Linked DNA regions of Sus scrofa: region 2 is linked to region 1. A link is a contact called in public HiChIP or PLAC-seq data. All regions are on one chromosome and are shown on one strand. The core of a region is the stretch at or near the end of the contact, and the rest is flanking DNA. Distances in the headings are between cores, read along the strand shown.

What was found. HiChIP or PLAC-seq counts read pairs in DNA pulled down with a chosen protein or histone mark.
Region 2: an H3K27ac HiChIP or PLAC-seq map of alveolar macrophages shows a contact between it and region 1. The contact joins the promoter of FAH here to the promoter of ZFAND6 in region 1. A contact is called at or near these places in 2 of 5 promoter capture datasets (fetal liver and liver), 8 of 47 Hi-C or Micro-C datasets (alveolar macrophages, blood, embryonic fibroblasts and 3 more) and 2 of 2 datasets of contacts at active chromatin or transcription factors (alveolar macrophages and skeletal muscle).

What each region holds. Positions count from the first base shown.
Region 1 is chr7:48,966,055-48,969,019 of Sscrofa11.1, reverse strand. It overlaps ZFAND6 (AN1-type zinc finger protein 6), which reads right to left and starts at 1,618. Exons shown (of 6, transcript XM_021098857.1): 1 at 1,332-1,618.
Region 2 is chr7:49,046,307-49,049,384 of Sscrofa11.1, reverse strand. It overlaps FAH (fumarylacetoacetase), which reads right to left and starts at 1,552. Exons shown (of 14, transcript XM_003356648.4): 1 at 1,268-1,552. The coding sequence starts at 1,348.

The DNA.
Region 1 (2,965 bases), core at 369-2,868:
GGATTTTTTAAAAAGTGGCTTTATGGAGCTATAATTGACATAGAATAAACTGCACATACTTCCAAGTGTGAAATGTGATTTGTTTTGACACAGGAAATCATCACTACAATCAAGATAATAAACCGACAGCTCCTAAATATTTCTCCTGTACACCTTCGTGACTCGTCCCCCTTAAATATATTTTAAAATGTGACAGAAAAAGTTAAAAGCAAGTTGTTTGGTAAATTTAAGTGTGCATATTTTGCAGAAAAAGAACTTTTTCCCCTGAAGCTCTGGACTATGGGTAACTCGGCAAGTGTCCTAAAACATAATTATTACATAACTAGCTTTAAACGTGTATGGTATTTTACATTTAAAAAAATCAAATTTCGAACTTCATTTGAAAGGGGAATTTAAACCTCTTTCTCAGAGGATTAAAATGAGAAACTAACCAGTTTTTTTTTTTTTTTACTGCCAAACAACTTTAAATAAATGGTCTGTATGTAACCCTAAGCCCTTAACTTCTTCACACTGTTGAACTACTTTCTAGTTTGAAGATCAATCATCACAGCATCTTAATCCTGTAGCTCTGCACAAAATTTCAACATAAACTTAGAATCATTTCCAACACAATGTTCTTCTGAACTTGTTTACGTAGCTAGAAGGCAACTCGAAAATACTATTTGGGAGGAGAGAAAATGCAGAGGTCCTGGGCCCTCCAAAGAGGAGCAGAGGAGAAAGAGACCAACCCCGGAAGCCCTCTTGTAACCCGACTTGCTAGACTTTCCCCCCCCTCGCTGGTTTTTGAAAACACAGCAGGTGAAAAACATTCCAAAAAGGACTCGGGCTCGGAGACGCGGAGACGTGCGGGGGGAGGGGGGGAACCTTGACTGGGTCTGGTGACAGGGACGCTCCCGACGGTGCCCGGGGTCCCTAAGACCCTCACCCGCAAAATGCCCGGAATGGGGTCGCGGCGGCGAGCGTCGCGGCTCCCGAGGCCCGCCGACAGTGGGGGTCCCGACCTTGGTGCGCCAACCCCCCCCACCCCGCCCCCGGCGGGAAGCTCAGTACCGCGAGCGCTGGGCGCTCGTCTGAGGGGGTCAGCCGCGCCTCGGCCCCTGCCCCCGGGGCCGGGAAGCCCCTCGCCCCTCAGCAAACGCCTGGCCCTGGCCCGCGAGCCAGCGGCCGGCGGCGGGCCCACCACCTGCTGCGCCCGCCGGCCGCCCTCCGCTTCCGGCTCGCCCGCGCCGGGAGGGGCCGGGGGCGGGCCTCGCCTCAGCCCGGTGGGGGAAGGGAGCGGGGGGGGAGGGGAGGCGCAGGGGCGCCCGGGCCCCGCGGGCAGCGCTCCTCACCTGGCGGCGGCCCTCTCCGCCTGACGCGCTGCCCGCCGCCGCCGGTCGCCGCCGGTGAATGGGGACAGGTGAGGCCGCCGAACCCCTGCTCGCTCCGGCCCCGCCGCCGCCGCCAGCCCCTCCGTCCGCTGTTTATTAAACTTTTCTGTTTGGTTGTTCGGCCTGTGACGCGACCGCCGGGGAGAGCTCCAGGATTGGCCGATGCAGGGCGCTGACGCGGCAACCCCCTCCCGCAGCCTAATTATTACCGGCCCGGGAGCAGCCGCAGGCCTGAGCCGGCGGGGAGGGGCGGGGCCAGAGCTCTGAGTGCGCGGCGATTGGCCAGAGCCCAGAGAAGAGGCGGGGCGGAACGAGAGGAGACGCTCCTCCGCCCTCTCTGCCTCCACTGCCCCCTGGGAGCCCCCTCCCACCCAGGTCTCTCTCCCTCCCACAGCCGCGGGCTGACAGTTCGAGGGGTCGCGTGGAGATTCGATGAACCGGGCGCTGTAGATCCAGGTTCCCTCTGCTCCCTCGAAGGGAGTGGCATGTTCTGGTCCCCGAATGAGGCGCCGGAGTTTCGCTCCACCTGCCAGTTGTGCAAGAAGGAATTCTGAGCTCTCCCCACGTGCAGTCTTGTGCCCCCCCCCCCATCTTTGCAAGCGCAAAGTCTAAGGTCTGGGTGCATACACGAAGGCAGTACCCTGCCCAACCCTGAACCATGGCTTGGAAAGAGAAGCAAGACTCGAAGCGCGCGTGCACACCTGTGTCACACACTCACACACGGACCCACACGCCTCCACAAGCACCTGGTTCCCAGCCTTTTCAAAAGCGCGTGTCCACTTCCCAGCAGAGTGGTACAGGCCGTGTTACTGCGCGGGGGGCTTGGGGTGATGAGGAGAATGACTCCCCAGCAGTTTCTCAGCCTTCCGGCTCACGCGCAGCACAAGAAGTACAAGACCATAGTTCGAGGTCATTCAGTCCTACAGTGATTGAGGGTTTCGGATGACGCCAGCAGGTAGGAGGCGGACGGAGTCCTGAGGATCCTCTTGTATTTTTATATTTGATGTTTTGTTCATGAATTTTTTGGAATTAATTCGAATTATACTTTAACATATAGATTTAAAATGTTATCTTGATTACTTAGCTTTTTAGTACCTCTTTAAATTTGAAGGGATTATCTCACTATCCTCACCCTAATGGCATCTCAACTGGGGGAGAGAGATTTTGACCTGTGTCACAGTAAGGTATTTTGCAGTAGGCCTTTGGGATAAGAAGCAGTTAATTATGGAGGAGAAGATATGGGGCCAGAAAGAAGTTTTCAAGGAGAAGGTGGCATTGGCTTTTGGCACTGAAGAGTGCTTACAACCTAACCTGCTGGGAACCAAAAGAATCATTTTCCTACTCTCCTAAAGAGGCTGGAAGATTGGAGTTCCTGTCGTGGCTCAGCGGAAACAAATTTGACTAGCATCCATGATGACGCAGGTTGGATCTTTGGCCTCTCTCAATGGGCTAAGAATCCAGTGTTTCCATGAGCTGTGGTGTAGGTCTAAGATGCGGCTCAGATCCCGTGTTGCTGTGGCTGTGGTGTGGGCCAGTGGCTATAGCTCCGATTTGACCCCTAGCCTGGGAACCTCCATATGTGTGGGTGTGGCCCT
Region 2 (3,078 bases), core at 303-2,802, 80 kb before region 1:
AATGCTGTACTTGAGGCCAATGATCACCCACGGGGGGCAGGGAACCCACTCTTCAGGAAGGGGCTTCCTGCTAGAAGCTCCATCTAGCCAACAGGGCGAAGCAGATTCTGGGCTTCTCTGCTTTACAGAGTGAATTAAGACTTTACCTTGAAAGTTGGGGGCAGAAATCTAAGCCAAAAATACAAATAAATCCAAGGGAAACTGCTTTCCCCACTCTGGGAAGCTTCTTATATGTTTGTTGATAAACTCCCAGTTTTCAAAGATTTCTTTCTGCCAAGCAGACTACACGCTCTAAAGCGAAATTTCCTTTCTCTGCCTCAAAGGGCTTCTGAACAGTGAGGGAGCCCAGGGAGCCCTGGGAGCTGCAAGAAGACCAGCTGGAGGCAAAGAAACTTGACTTCTTAGACTATTAGATCCCAAGGCACTCACCCCTCTGAGCTACTAAAAATATTGAGTTGATCAGTATTTCCTGAGTTCTAGGGTTAGGGACTAACCTGGGAGTTGAGCAACTGGCCGTATAGTCTCTGGGGGAAGGAAACAAAGCCAAATGACTTTGGGGTTGACTGTGAGTTCAACTCCTCTGTAATAATAATCAAACTTGCTCTGTTTGCCTGAGGAGGTGATTCATATGTTTTCTCTTATTTTGCATTTAATTCTCACATAAACCTGTAGAAACTGAGGCTGAGAGTTTCAATAACTTGCACATCTAGAGGTTGCCAGGAGGAATATGAATCCACCAAGCACTCTCCACGATCTACGCAAAAGAAAAAAGGTGGGAGTTCCCGTTGTGGCACAGCGAAAACGAATCTGACTAGTATCCATGAGGATGCGGGTTCACCCCTGGCCTTGCTCAGTGGGTTAAGGATCCAGCGTTGCTGTGAGCTTCAATGTAGGTGGCAGACTTAGCTCAGATCCTGCGTGGCTGTGGCTGTGGTGTAGACCGGCAGCTGCAGCTCCGATTAGACCCCTAGCCTGGGAACTTCCATATGCCCGGGGTGCAGCCCTAAAAAAGCACACACACACAAAAGGAATAAGGCCCCTGCCTCCACCCTACCTCCCAACGCACCCCCAGGGGTGAAAACGAGAGACACAGCTCTCAAGGCCCCAAATAGCACTGGGGATCTTCGCAAGAAGTTTCTAGCATAGAAATGACCAGCTCAACGTCCTGCTTTATCTGACCAGGGCGGAGCCACAAAGAGGAGTGGGGGTTCTGGGCGAAGGGGACGCCCTCCCTCCCGGCGCCCGGAAGCCGAGCATGGCAGCTCACGTTGCCTGTAGTGGAGAAGACGCCGTAGGGCAGGTTGTGGATAGGGAAGTCAGAATCCTCGGCCACAGGGACGAAGGACATGCTGGCGAGCACCGAGCAGAGAAGCTGGCTGCGGGTTGCGGGCTGCGGGCGATCAGCGGGCCGGGACTCGCCGAGGTGGTCAGGCCGGGTCACGCCCCCTGAGGACCCCGCCCCATCAGGCCCGCCCCACCAGAGTTGACCCCTTGACCCAGCAGGGCCCGGCCCGCCCTACCCGAGGGCTCCGCCTCTCCTCGAGCCCCGCCCCTCCACAAGGCCCGCTCACCAAGAGGCCCCATCCCCATTAGCCCCGCCCCTCCATGAGGCCTGTTTCTCCGCAAACTCCACCCCTGGACAACCCCTCCTCCCCCTCCCACTCCAGTTTCGCTCATACGCTAGCAGCCCCACCTCCTCATTGAGAGCCCTCCTCCCCGAGTCCACCTCCCAGGAGGCCTTGGTCCAGTTGCTGGTGCAGGGTCCTCGGTCCTACCGAGAGCGATGCCAACCTGGCATTTAAGGCTCTGCCGGGGGTGACTTCAGCCTCGTTTTCCCTCGGTTGTGTGCCCTGCTTTTCAGCTCAACAAAAGTCTTGTTGGTTTCCTGGATACAGCAGACACTTTGACGCCAGATGCTACCTCCTGAGCTGGAACATTGCTTCCAGTCCAGTCCAGTCTTTTCTGCTTTCATAAACCATGCTAATCTGTCAGCTATGGCACTTTGACTTTATCAGTGAAAGGATCATGCCTGTTTGGAAGGCTTAAATTAATGAAAATTAATATTCTAAAAAATATCACTCACCTGGGAGTTCCTGTTGTGGCTCAGCGGTAAGGAACCTGACAAGTATCCATGAGGATGTGGGTTTGATCCCTGGTTCTGCTCAGCAGGTTAAAGATCCAGGGTTGAGGTGAGCTGCAGTGTAGGTCACAGATGCGGCTCAGATCCCAAGCTGGCTGTGGCTGTGTCTTAGGCAGGCAACTGCACCTCCAATTCCACCCCTAGCCTGGGAACTTCCAGATGCCGCAGTTACGGCCCTAATACACACACACACACACACACACACACACAGCGTATGTATATATATATATAGATAGATTATAAAATACCTGTTTATTGCATATACCAGTGTTAAAATGACATTGGCAAGTTGTTTGATGTTGGGCAAGTTACTTAACCTCTTTCTGGCTCAGCTTTCTTCCCTGTATAAGGTTGATAAAACTTCCTACTTCACAGAGTTGATATGAGAATTAAATTAACTGTGGAGCACTTGCACCTGACATACAGAAATTCTAGGTGTTTGTGTGTAAAGATTAAAAGGGGAGACTGAGGAGTTCCCATCGTGGCACAACGGAAATAAATCAAACTAGGAACCATGAGGTTTCAGGCTCAATCCCTGACCTTGCTCCGTGGGTTAAGGATCAGGCATTGCCATGAGTTCTGGTCTGTGGTGCAGACGTGGCTCGGATCCTCTGTGGCTGCGGTGAAGGCTGGGAGCTGTAACTCTGATTCGACCCCTAGCCTGGGAACTTCCATATATCACAGGTGTGGCCCTAAAAATCAAAATAAATAAATAAATAATAAAAGGGGAGACTGAGAAAAAGAAAGAAGGGAGGGGAAGAGAGGGAGAAAAAAATGAAGGAAGGGAGCAGGAGAGGAAAAACAAATTCACATCTTTTTTTTTCTGAAGAACATATATATTCTTTATTTTTATTTATTTTTTTAATTGTTATTTCCCCAATACAAATTTTTTTCTACTGTACAGCATGGTGACCCCGTTACACATACACGTATATATT